Regions from separate parts of the Zea mays genome. Here all the other regions are linked to region 1. Evidence: chromatin contacts called from public Hi-C data. All regions are on one chromosome and are shown on one strand. Each heading gives the region's core, a stretch centred on a gene start, on an enhancer-like site or on the middle of the called end of the contact. The rest is flanking DNA. Distances are from core to core; before and after follow the strand shown. Region 1 holds the start of LOC103626605 (auxin response factor 5). Region 2 overlaps LOC100501399. Region 3 holds the start of LOC100501287.

Region 1 (4,398 bases), core at 1,155-3,654:
TGTCTTAATCTCGGAATACATTAAATTGCAGGCACCAAGTATATCGGATCTTGTATTTTTTTCTCTCATTATTTTCCAGTATTATACCACAAAACCTGTCCTGTATGTTCATTGCCGCATTACTGTGACAGTCAGAATAATGCACGGGGAAAAAATATTTATCTTGGTGTTGTTGTTACTATTTCATGAAATGAAAGACGTGCTAGTGCCGAGACTCATCAGTACTCTGCGGATTTTGCGGGGAAAAAAGAGATCATTCCATGAAATGATTAAGAAAGTAGAGCCATTCGAACATGCTTCCCCTTTCGCTAACCCTTTCTGCGGTTTGACTAAAAAAATTGAAGCGGAAAGTAGTCTGCGGTTTAAAAGGAGCGCCGCATGAGTGAACTTTTTTGTTAGATAAACTCTTTACAAGTACTGTCACAAAGCCCTCTACCATCATGCGCAGCACAACCAGATGTGTCATGGAAAACAAAAGGACTCCATTTCCTTCATTTTTTTTAATACTGATGAAATGAAATAGAAAGGTAATTTATGTTCTTATCTTTCTGAAAAGAACACGGTGGCTGGCTTTTGGATTAAGATTTTTTTTAATGGAGCACCATGACTTGTGATAAAGAAAAATGTTTCATGATCATGTTATTTTACAGTGACAAATCTTAGGAACCTGGGACAAATAATTACACATCCCAGGACCATAAATGCAAGCAGCCCACATGCAGAGAAGATGCTTCATGTACACCCCCAAACTCCTCACAAGGAAGTTGTCCACACAGCACACCAGAAACCAACAGAGGAAAGAAGCAAGTAGGGCCCCTATAGTTCCAACCACTTTGGCAAATGAGCTAACATTAGCAGGTTCTTGCACCCGAGGGTATCAGCAACCGAGTGAAATCTTCACATTTCTAGTGAAGGATGGGAATCTTCTTGTGCCAAAAATATCTGAATGGAAAAGAAAAAATCACCAGAAATCTGGTTATAAAGCAGATTGTTTCGGATGGGGCCGTGGGGGTGGGGGTGCGGGGGCTATTCCAATTAGTTCTGCAACAAACAGTAGGCTCCACAACAAATCAAAAAACTGTTTTTTAAACTATTCCTGCACTTATAGTTGTAGTACCCTTTATATCATATATCCATATCCCTTTTCCTTTATAAAATAAAAACATTTTAGTAAAATCAACTCGACACGAAGCAAAAACTCACAGAATGAACAGTAGAAGGAAAAAAACACAACTTTCCACCTGAAATCGCAATGAAACCACAAACTCTGCACAGATAACAGAGAACACCGACATATCGGTAACCACCAATTGAAGATGTGGTCACATGATCCCAAAGAAGATGACCAAAGCATCCATCAGCGGATGTTACAGCCTATTAAAACAACAGAGCATCCCAATGGCTGCAGCAATGGCGTCAGCAGCGACCGTTGCCTGGAGAAGCATGAGCAGCACGGGGACGAGGAGGGAGAGCGCGGTGTCACTCACCTGCTCGCTGTGGCCCTGCGGGAAGTAGACGACGAGGCTGCCCACCGGCGGCAGAGACACGAGCGGGCCCGCGCAGGCGTACCACAGGTCGGCGTTGATCGCCGGCGCCTTCCGCTCCCCTGCGGGCGCACGGCGACGCCGGCGTTGGCGTCAGCGACACAACAACAACAAACCCAACACATGAAAAGGCGACGCCTTTCTGAGCTTGGGACGGATGATACGCAGCTCGAACGAACACGCGAACTGCCGCCCGCCGCGCCGGCGACAGACGGGCGCGGCGTTCCGTCGAGGCCGGCGTCATGCGCACGCCGCAAGCGCAAACAGGAGGAAGGTGGTGGTAGAAGAGGTACCTTCGCATGGCGGCGCCGCGCCGGTGGAGGCGGCCGCGGGCGCGGGGGCAGGGACGACGGGCGCGGCCGTGACACCAGAGCTGGCCGGGGACTGCTTCATGGTCGCGTCGCGTGGCCACGCGGGAGCTTCACTGGTGGCCCTCGGGCATGGAGCAGCGGGGACGCTGCACCGCGCCGCCGGCCGGCCGGGTCGTTCACAACCTACTAGGCTACTACTACTACCTGCCTAGGAGTTGTTGCTCCGGAATCCGGACGCGGCGCTAGGCGAGGCGAGCGGCGTGGCGGCGCCTCCCCGACAACGCGAGCAGCAGCTCACGAAGACCAAGGGCCGTCTTCCCGCAGAGAGAGAGAGAGAGAGAGAGAGAGAGAGGGGTGGTGCTGAGCTGCGTGGGCTGGCTAGTTGGTGCGTTGCCTCGGGAGTTAAAACGAAACGCTCCTTGTTTCCCTCTTTTTCCTCGTCTTCTTGCGCGAGTGGAGAGAGAGAGGAGGGTGGACGACAGGAAGAGGATGTCCTCTACTGCTCCTACTCTCTGCAGCTCGCAGGCTCGGCTCAGCTCAGCCCAGCCCAGCCCCAGCGTTTCTACTCGTAAGTCCTAACTAAAAACGAAAATCTTTTCCCTCAAAGTGAAAGCTTTTTTTCTAAAGATATTTTTATATGCTTTAACCTACGCCTCCATGACATCGTAAGCTTTATTTATTTATTTCCTTGGACATGACCAATAATGGGCTGTGTTACAGTGACCATGACAGCGAGTTTACCGTGAGGAGAGATACTTTGACGACTTTGTGTGCTCATAAAGGTATCTGGATAAATTAGCACCCTGCGTATTGGTTAGTGCGACACGGTAGTGGATTTTCAGAATTTTGCAAATGTCAACACACAACAATCCGATTTTTGCTACCGAGCGTTCTATTGATTCCAAGACTTTTTGTGTTTTATTGATTGGAAATATATGCCAACCCACCGAAATATCAATTTGGTGATCCACGAGAATTCGAGATACTACAACACCCAAAATGTATTTCGTTTTATACTAATCAAATATTATTTATTAATTAACCTATAAATATAGTTTGTCTTTGTATATATGTCTATATTTATTATCATTTATTTTAATATGGACAGAAAAAAATAATATAGAAAGAACTACTCCCTTTGTTCTACTACACAATTCCTTTTAGCACTTACGTTTTATGTTTATATTTAAATAGATGATGATAAATCTAGACACATATATAAAACACATATATTAATTATTGTATGAATATATTAAAATGTTGAAACGGATTTTAAATTGGAGCAGAGGGAATATATTTTAGTATAGAGCGAGTATATTGTTTATTTTCGTCCAGTATGCTCTACGTTACGGTGAGATATATAAATTGTTACGAGGTCACCTACGCCAATCCGTGCCAGCCATACTGTGGGTAACTATCTTGGTGTAGGTTTTAATTGGATTTGTCTAAACCTTATTTCAACAAAATGATCGAATACTTCCTCTATTTTTGAATAAAACATTTCTTAAAGCTACATTGAGTTAATATGTTTTAAGTTCGATCGAGCTTATCGAAAAGAACGGTAAGGTCTGTGAAACCAAATAATTAGTGTCATCAGATACACTATAAAATATACTCTTATAATGTTACTTATTTTCTGTTATAAATATGTGTTCTTTTTTCTATAAGTTTGACCAAACACAAGAGAGAGAGAGAATTGACTTAGGACAAGGAATTGATACAAAGACTAAAGTACATGGCTCATAATAAATGCTTGATGCAATAAAATACTAGTCTCATGTGAAAAATGATTACATATTGACTATAGATTAAAATAATGGTTATTCATATATATATATATATATATATATATATATATAGTTAGTTAGAATAGAACATATCCAGTGTACATAAGCATTTGGTACACATAAATTGTAAATAAACTAACAAAGTTTAAAAAACAGGAAAAAATCATATATATTCTTTCCACCCTACCCCAGCTATATTCAAAATTTCAAGTTTAAATTCGTTATACTTTAGTTGTAATAAAAAGAACATTTTATAGCTCATTTGGATGTCGATATTGGAGAACAGAATTAGGAATTTGAGTCAGCTTTCCTAAATTATGTTGTTTGGTTGCACACAGAATTAAGATTTGGAATCAGAGACTCAATACTGAGCGTCACCCATCTGTATCACGTGGAATTAGACCACACAATTACAAACTCCAATTCATTGACATCCAAACAATGGAATTGGTATTACATCTCATTTTCAATACTATGATTGATTTTGTATTGAACCAAATCCAATTCTATGCCCTCCAATATCGACATCCAAACAAAACATCAACCGATTTTCTAATTTAAATTTGTCAGAAATTGTTTTTTTTATTACTCTTCACGTGATACGAATTTGAACTTGAAGTTTTATATATTATTGAAGTATAGCAGAAAAATATGTATGAATTTTCTCAAAAGTTTTTGTGAACTCTGTTAGTTCACGTGTAACCTAAATGCACTAAAGACTCACGTACAACCTCATATACTCCTGCCATGCACATG
Region 2 (4,398 bases), core at 807-3,306, 420 kb after region 1:
CTTTTGTGCTTTGACTCTAGTCTATCCTAATTAGCTTGAGATTAAAAAGGCTTTCTTGTTGTTGCAAAGCATACAATTCACATGTTTACATTGTACATTAATAGCGCATTATCATTGTTCATGTCATTTGTGTTGCTTCCATATGTTTTTTTTATAATCAATGAAGGTCCTAAGCTTTATGTGCCACAACTAATCGTAGATGGATCCATTCCTTCATCTGGTACATGAGAACAAACTTCAGGCTGTGAAGGACTATACGGAAGATCCATCAACATCCTATGGCTCACCCGAGGACAATCAGAATGCCTTGAAATCTCTTTCAGTGGTGGAACTAACAAATAGTTGCTCCCGAGAATCCATGATTTTAACCATTATGAACTCCATAAGAGATTTACCAGACGTAATTTTCGATCCATTCTTCGTAAGCACTCCTTATATTTGCCTGAACTGAATACCATGGAATGTGTGGATTAACGTCCCCATAACTTTTGCAGTTGGAGTTAGAGAATATAAGGAGTCAACTGCTGCGTGATTTCTCCCCTGATGACGTGTGCCCAAGTAGCGCTCACTTTCTTGAATCACCTGGCAAGATTGCACCGCCATGTTCTGATGATGACACCGACTACGACTATCAAGAGGTATATGTATATCTATGGGTGGTAATGGATTATGATCCAGATGTCTCTTCATAATTAGTTTGAGCCCTTAATTAATTTTAGTTCAAAATTGAATAGAAACAGTGCTCGATCCTAATCCGACCCGTTCCTTAATTTTTATAGTGTAAATTTTAGAGCCCATTACCATCCGTATGCATATCACCTATATATCTGCCTCACTTTCTTCTCCATCCTAAAGGTACACGGAAATTTTGAGCAGGCTGAACTTATCGATCTGAGAAATGACAACAATACTTATTTGGAAGCCTCTGCAACTACACTGGCGGCTATAGCTATTCCTGTGCCCACAACAAATCTTCTCAGTATCGATGAACTTCTAGAAACAGTATGTCCTTTTTTTTCTCAGTTCATTGTTCCAGCCTTCTCTCTTTGTTTGTTTATACCGCCATCTGTGTGCACATTACAGGTCGTGAATGATGTGTCATCTCAGACCGGAGGGCAATGTTTGGTGTCAATGGCCGGAGACATCCCATTCCAGGAGATGACTAGCCACTGTGAGGCCTTTTCGATGGGAAAGCACCACAAGATGTCCCTGCTCATGAGCTTCAAGCAAAACAAGCAAGCGGCCATGGTCGTCGTGCCTGACAATCAGGTTAGCCACGCTGAAGCAGCACATACCTCCGACAAGCAGGTGCATGGACCAGCTTAGTTTCGAGCTCGTAATCTGCATTTTCACAAACGCTTAACTGCAAATCGGGGCGGAAATATCTGGGTGATGAGATGGGTTGGGGAATTTCAGATGGGTGAGATGATGAGGCTGACTGTTGCCGATTTGTTTTCAGAGCACAAACCCGTTCCTCCTGCAGAGCATCAGTGCCGGCGAGGCACAGGTTGCTGGCGACGTCCAGCAGCCGTTCCTGAGGCTGCCACCGTCGAGCCCCTACGACAACTTCCTCAAGGCTGCTGGCTGCTGATTTCCACTTGCAGAAACCCTGCCGTGTAACCAACCGAATGTATCGTGTGTGTACAGTGGCCGTCTGCCTCAATCTTATTACAAACTAAACAAGGGTTTGGATATTACATGCTGACTTGTTTTCGGATCATGCCAGGGTCAATCCAAAATTCATTTAATTGTAGGATTCCAAAGCAAAGGGAATGATAGATATATAAGGAGAAAATGTTGAAATCTAACTTAGATCGTCTCCAACGGCTTATCTATATGGCCGTACTAACACTGTTTTACATTGTATACTGTATCGTTGGTAGAGTGAAGGTTAAATATAAGAATAAAGAAGATAGTGGTAGTGTGAGATCAGTTGTTTTTCATTAAGTAGAAAAATATATGCACTTAAATTTCATCAGATAAACGATTCGAACATGCGTTGTGGCTAGGTAGATAGCTACAGCCACGCACCCTGGTGAGTGAGTGGTGACACCACTTGAATCTAAAGAACTAGCGGACATGGACGGCACGTCGTGTTCTGAACGCCGAGAAGGTCCATCATTAACTTGCAAGTCTGAGCTGGAACGGAAGGAATCAAGCCCGCTGGGATTTGCCGGTAAAAGTTACTAATACTGGTTTGGTGACCACTGACCAGGAATCTATTAGGAAGGAATTTATTTTTGGCTTTGTTTGAATACTTTAATATTCGTTCTAATTCACATGTATTAACGTGTATTTATATGTAAATTAATTTATTTTACATCTTGAGTCTTGTTCGCTTATTCCAATTTCATGTGAATTGAGGTGTATTGGAATGTATTGAAATAGATTTTAACTTGTTATGCATTTAAACCAACTCAATACCACCCAATCCATATGGATTAACGGTGAAACGAACAAGCCCTTATCAATTTCAATACATGTGGATTAAGATAAATACTAAAGTATTAAAAAAACCCTTCTCGGAGATTTTCTTATAGACCCCTTTATTTCTCTGGTTACCAAATTAACCCTAATTAAGTTAGGACAAAAGATAGGATAGACGTTGGAAGGTGTCTGACCACGTAATTTTATGTTCGACTGCCCTACTGCCTACAGCCGTAGTTGCTGTAGCTATTCGGACTACTGCAGATGTAATATATAAAGATAAAATATTTTAGAATTTACAGCCACAGCAAGCCACACCGAACATGGTGGACCATCCATACTACGTGCGATAAATAATGTCATTTCTCTCGCTCGTCCTATGCTTCCCACGTGCAGACAAAGAACTAAAAGAAGTAGAGACAAATAAAGTCGGCCAGAATTTATAAACAGGTGGTTTTTAATCCGGCGGCTCACATGGAAATAATTTTATGTCGAGAACACAATACGTATATATCACAAATATACTGTATTAGTTGGTAGTCAGGGCTGAACTTTCCTAATAACTGAACTGAATTGGACACTGAACACAAACAAAGAAGCTAAAAGAGCGCAGGACGACAGTTACCACCTCATCATTGCAAAGAGCCGAGCGAGGAGGGATGCATCAACTGTGTCTACAACTATACGTACTGAAAATTCAGAAGTACTGTTTGTTTTATTACTTCATTGTGGCCAGAAAAGTGTGAACTCCCATTGTTGCATCAGATTGCATGACTGAAGACTGAAGTACCTGTTCCTCCCTTCTTCGTGACACATTTGGTCACTCACATGGGCTCTGAAATTCTAGCGTCCGAGCAGATCGATTCGCTTCAGATTAAAGCCGTTTGTTTGGATTGTTACAACTGCAATACATAGAGATAGAAACATTTGGACTGTTACAGTTACAATATATAAAGATAAAAACACTATAGAAACAGTAGAAGTCGGTACGGATTAAATCAAAGCAAACACGAAGAACAGAGCAACAGAGTGCAAATGGTTGCACATGTCATGGTATCAACAATATGGAGCAAGCTGACACATTTGCCAGATCTAGTATCATGGCCTCACGGACGGTGGAAATGGCATGTGCATAAGCAATGTAAGCATATTGTCATGCCACCCTTCACATGCATGTTTTTGGGTGATCGTCACTGGAAGTATGCAAGATGAAAGTGAACAAAAACAAATTCGCAGTGTTTAGTGGTAATCTATGTTAGAAGTTTAGCACTAATATACAAGGTCAGGAAGGACTTTATAGCACCTGCCTTTTCTGCCAGATATCCAAATTTATACATGAAATCTGAAATAAACACAGTGGGTAGCTCGTCTGTCAGATAACTTGAGAACATATCAACTCATGATGATAAGGTAGGGGTATTGGATGCATCCAAGATGAAAACATGCTCTACTTTATATTTTTTAGGGGAAGATGGCCACTTCCAAGAATCCAACATATCTATGCAACCAACCAATCAGGAAACTTTGGGCCAGAAGATTAAGGTCCGATGATTAACATGGTATGGACGTCATACTTGTCCAAGGAGACTTTTCATTTTGTTCCTTCCAAGCATACACAACTCAACAACAATTTCAGTTAGATAATAGTGTTTGTACTTCATTCTTTTTTTTCTTGAACGCGCAGAAGAGGTGCACATCATTAATACTAAGAAGATGAGAAAAAATATCCAAAATGGACCAATACAAAGGGAAGGCACCTCAGGATAGCCAAAAACGAAAATACAAAAAACAGCTCATAACTAATAAAACAACCAACAAGCAACTACAACCCTAGGATAGTAGGAGAGCCAAATCCTTGGCCCTAGCAAGCACCCACATTTCCCTTTCTTCCCTAGCTTTTCTAATAGCTGCTCCCAAATTGGGAGGATTTTTGTCGAAAACACATCCATTCCTGTGATTCCATAAAATCCA
Region 3 (4,398 bases), core at 1,260-3,759, 370 kb after region 1:
CCTAGAGGGGGGTGAATAGGGCGAAACTGAAATTTACAAATATAAACACAACTACAAGCCGGGTTAGCGTTAGAAATAAAAACGAGTCCGCGAGAGAGGGTGCAAAACAAATCACAAGCAAATGAAGAGTGTGACACGCGGATTTGTTTTACCGAGGTTCGGTTCTCGCAAACCTACTCCCCGTTGAGGAGGCCACAAAGGCCGGGTCTCTTTCAACCCTTCCCTCTCTCAAACGGTCCCTCGGACCGAGTGAGCTTCTCTTCTCAAATCACTTGGGAATCAAACTTCCCGCAAGGACCACCACACAATTGGTGTCTCTTGCCTCAATTACAAGTGAGTGTTTGATCACAAGAAAGAATGCGAAAGAAAAGAAGCGATCCAAGCGCAAGAGCTCAAATGAGCACTACAAATCACTCTCTCTAGTCACTAAGGCTTTTGTGTGGAGTTGGGAGAGGATTTGATCTCTTTTGGTGTGCTTTGCAATGAATGCTAGCTCTTGTATAGTGGTTGGAAGCTGGAAAACTTGGATGCAATGAATGGTGGGGTGGTTGGGATATTTATAGCCCCAACCACCAAACATGACCGTTGGTGGAGGCCGTCTGTCGTATGGTGCACCGGACAGTCCGGTGCACACCGGACATGTCCGGTGCGCCAGCCACGTCACCAATGCCGTTGGATTCCGACCGTTGGAGCTTCTGTCTTCTGGGCCCGCCTGGATGTCCGGTGCACACCGGACATGTACTGTTCAATGTCCGGTGCGCCAGTATGGGCGTGCCTGACTTCTGCGCGCTTCTGGCGCGCATTGAATGCGCCTGCAGGTGACCGTTGGCGCGAAGTATCCGTTGCTCTGCTGGTTCACCGGATAGTCCGGTGTACACCGGACATGTCCGGTGAATTATAGCGGAGCAGCCGTTCCGATTTCCCGAGGCTGGCGAGTTCCTGAGGCAGCTCTTCCTTGGAGCACCGGACACTGTCCGGTGAATTATAGCGGAGTGCCTCTGGAATCTCCCGAAGGTGGCAAGTTTGAGTTGAAGTCCTCTGGTGCACCGGACATTGTCCGGTGGTGCACCGGACACTGTCCGGTGCCCCCAGACCAGAGGTGCCTTCGGTTGCCCTTTTTCTCCTTTGTTGAATCCAATATTTGATCTTTTAATTGGCTAAGTGTGAACCTTTTACACCTGTATAACTTAAACACTAGAGCAAACTAGTTAGTCCAATTTATTTGTGTTGGGCAATTCAACCACCAAAATTATTTAGGAACTAGATGTAAGCCTAATTCCCTTTCACAGGGCTGGGAAGACACTCACATTCTCTCATCATTCTCAGATTGACGCCTAGTGTGGGTGCCTCTTGGTTTGGAGCTGATTTGGCTGGGCTTCTTTCTCCGCTTACGTGCTCTCTCTATATATCTAGCGATATACTACCTATGTCACCTCCAGATATCCATGTCTTCGTTGTGTCCTTCTCCGGTAACGAACATGTAAGTCCGCCTCTTCCCTTCTCCTCCTGCTCTACGAAACCTTGGAAGTGGGAGCCTAGGGATGGGGTCTCTGATTTGCTGCCTATGGTACTCGTGCGTTCATAAAAAATATTATACGAAGAGCGGAGACAATCAATAAAAAAAATCTTGATATCTTTTTGGTGGATAATTTATGTGGATATTGTTGTTAGCTATCGCAACGCACGGGTAACTGACTAGTACTCAATTACACAACAGCTCTATTATCAAGGTAGAGATCCATAAAAAGATTCCTCAAATTCCTTCCCTCTATATTATGTGTGGTCTTGCTGTACCTTGCTACCCTTGCTTACCCGCTCTTACGTAGCAAACATGCCCTTTAGGCTATCTGCACCAGACTTTTTATCTCACTTATTATTTTAAATTCCACTCATCAAACAGTGCAGTCTACAGTATAAAAACCAGTACTTGCACGATCATTTATACGGCTTGCTACCATCTACCAACTCGCGACAATTCTTCTCTTAACAATGATCAACAACGATAATACTCAGCTCATAACCAAAGGTCATATCTACTATAAAAAGTTATTATTATACGATCTAATTTCTCACACAACTAGCGTTCAATTAAACTATCAAAACACATTTTTAAAATTACATATATTTATTATTTACTATACTACTATATCAAATTTTAACTTATAATTCGTCGTATGCTGAAAGATTTTTTCATTTTAAACTCTAATAATTTTATATTTTTTTGTTATGATTCTAAAAGTAAATAAAGCTTAGAATTTAATATTAATAAAATAAATAATGAAGTACATCGACAATTGCATAAGAAGTTTGATTGCAGAGGCCAAAACTCTGGAAAGAACAATGAAGCCCATATATAAGAAAAAAAACATACAAAAAAGGCCCATCTCGGCATCTGCTTGTTCTCAAAGCCCTGTGCCCCTGGTCCGAGCCTCCAACCACACTCCATCTCGCCGCCCAAAACCCACTCTCTCCAAAAAGGCAAAACCCCTCCTTCCCGCGGCGGCCGCCGGCGTAGCCGACGACGCCGACGACGAGGCAGCCATGGCCGCCCCCGCCGCCCGGAGAATAGTTGGCGCTGAGGTTCCCATACCCGGCTCGGACAAGCTGCGGTGGATCGACCTCACCATCCCCTCGTCCTCCGCCGCTGCGCCGGCGAGCCCCTCCGATCCCTTCGTCTGCGTGCCCCCGCGTGCTGCCTCGGGGTGCCACATCATCCCTTCGGGCGATTCTCAGTATTACCTCTCGTGGTACGTGTTGGGGGCTTCTCCTCACTTTCGAGCTCTATATTATGGCTCTGTTCAGATGAGTGACACATTGTGTTAGCTGGACATCGCTCAATTTAGACTTAGCTTCGAATAGTTTTCGCCTTCTGAGTTGTTTGTGCTCATGTTTATGTGAAATGAATCCTTTTAGAACTAGAACTTAAGTGCACGCTTAGTATTGCTTTGGTACTTGCCACATCCAGAGAAACCCTAGGTCCATACCTCATAGTAGGTGGAGATTTTTTTGAATGGAGCATTGGAGCATATGGTTTCTTCTTACAGGAGGATTCACGAGGAACACCCAAATGTGCTGGAGGTCATTGAACTTAGTCCCTCCAAGGAGTTCCCTAGCTTTGGACTGCGTCTTGCCTTCCAGGAGGCGCTATCTCCATTCGCCTTTCTATGTGAACGAGAGGTTTGCTCATTCATGACACCTTACACCAATCGTTGTTTTCACGAACTTTCTGGAACATTAGAGACTAGACTACTCACTTCTGTGGCAATGCAGGGTCGCAGGCAAGGGGAGCTTGTATATATGCTATATGTGCTTACCGTTTCTGGAGTTGCTCTTTTGTGCCACCTACGCAGCCCATTTTCCTACGTATCTGGTTCAGTGCTGCATCAGGATGATATAGCTGAGTTTAATCTCCAAACTCAAGCTCAGAGCGCAAAGGTTACAGCGGTAACAGCGAAGCCAGGATGTATTGTGATTGGTCGGCAAGATGGGTCCATCTGTTCTTACAGTCTTGGCAAATTAGCCCCAAACTCACCAGGCGTGTTATCTACTGTCTATTTGCAGCAGCAAACTCATTGTTCCATGGATTTAGTGGGTTCCAGATGATTGAGTTTGGGGCCTTCTTCTGTAACTCCCCCAAGGTTCCTGAATGTTATTGTTTTCTACTGTAGGTTTCTCGAATGAACTACGAGATGATGCTGGGATTGGACGTTTATGGACTCTCATGTCAAGGTACTATCTTGGATTCTTGGTTATAATGGCACACTAAGCAATGAAAGCATGATTAGCTTAGCTAACTGTTGCTAGAACATCTACTGTTTTCATGTTTGGCTATTAGGCATTGCCCAGCTGCATAGATATTTTCAGAAACTACCATAGCATAGGAAGAAGGAACAGCACATGCAGTGTTCATATGCTTGTTGACTCAAATGACACTTCCATTTATTGCTGCTATTCTCATGGTAGCATATTTGTATACGTGAATGGATTTCCAGTTAGTTGGTCTACATCTCATGTTCTGTTTTTTTTGCATCTTTTTTTCATGAAATCTACCTACATTATTTTGCAGAACAAAGACTGTGGGTCCTGTGCAGGACATAGTAGCAACTGTTGTAAATGAAAGGGACCTGTTATTTGTTCTTCATTTGGATGGACACTTGCGCATATGGGATAATCACATGAAACTTCTCAACTATAATGTCCACTCAAATGACATTGAAGGTAATGTTTATGTTCTCTTTACTTGCTGTTCTCTTGATCTTGTCCTTCTGCCCTATTGTTCATTGTTATGGTTCTTTGTAAGCAATGCTGCTCTTTTTTTACAATGCATGCAATGTTGTTGTGACACATGTAAGCTACAATCTGCATCCTTAAGTCAGTCCTCGTATCGAATCTGCCCAA

What was found. A called contact is a pair of places that touch in the nucleus more often than the background predicts.
Region 2: a Hi-C map of leaf shows a contact between it and region 1, with 5 times the contacts expected there. The contact joins the enhancer-like site here to the promoter of LOC103626605 in region 1. A contact is called at or near these places in 2 of 25 Hi-C or Micro-C datasets (leaf and tassel).
Region 3: a contact with region 1 is called in a Hi-C map of ear, with 5 times the contacts expected there. The contact joins the promoter of LOC100501287 here to the promoter of LOC103626605 in region 1. A contact is called at or near these places in 4 of 25 Hi-C or Micro-C datasets (bundle sheath, ear, leaf and 1 more).

What each region holds. Positions count from the first base shown.
Region 1 is chr5:80,476,698-80,481,095 of Zm-B73-REFERENCE-NAM-5.0, forward strand. It overlaps LOC103626605 (auxin response factor 5), which reads right to left and starts at 2,405. Exons shown (of 15, transcript XM_008647013.4): 1 at 1,838-2,405; 2 at 1,488-1,606. The coding sequence starts at 1,937.
Region 2 is chr5:80,899,030-80,903,427 of Zm-B73-REFERENCE-NAM-5.0, forward strand. It overlaps LOC100501399, which reads left to right. Exons shown (of 20, transcript NM_001348679.3): 16 at 242-400; 17 at 495-638; 18 at 856-1,002; 19 at 1,084-1,308; 20 at 1,460-1,719. The coding sequence ends at 1,591. Among protein-coding and RNA genes, the nearest start is that of LOC100283771, 6.0 kb to the right of the region's middle. Within about 2 kb of position 2,057, at least 5 of the 20 cell types and tissues checked have an H3K27ac peak or open chromatin away from gene starts, as enhancers often do. A contact at or near this core is called in leaf, where this site is marked.
Region 3 is chr5:80,843,133-80,847,530 of Zm-B73-REFERENCE-NAM-5.0, forward strand. LOC100501287 reads left to right here and starts at 2,510. Exons shown (of 27, transcript NM_001362462.1): 1 at 2,510-2,747; 2 at 3,045-3,177; 3 at 3,271-3,535; 4 at 3,669-3,729; 5 at 4,067-4,218. The coding sequence starts at 2,542.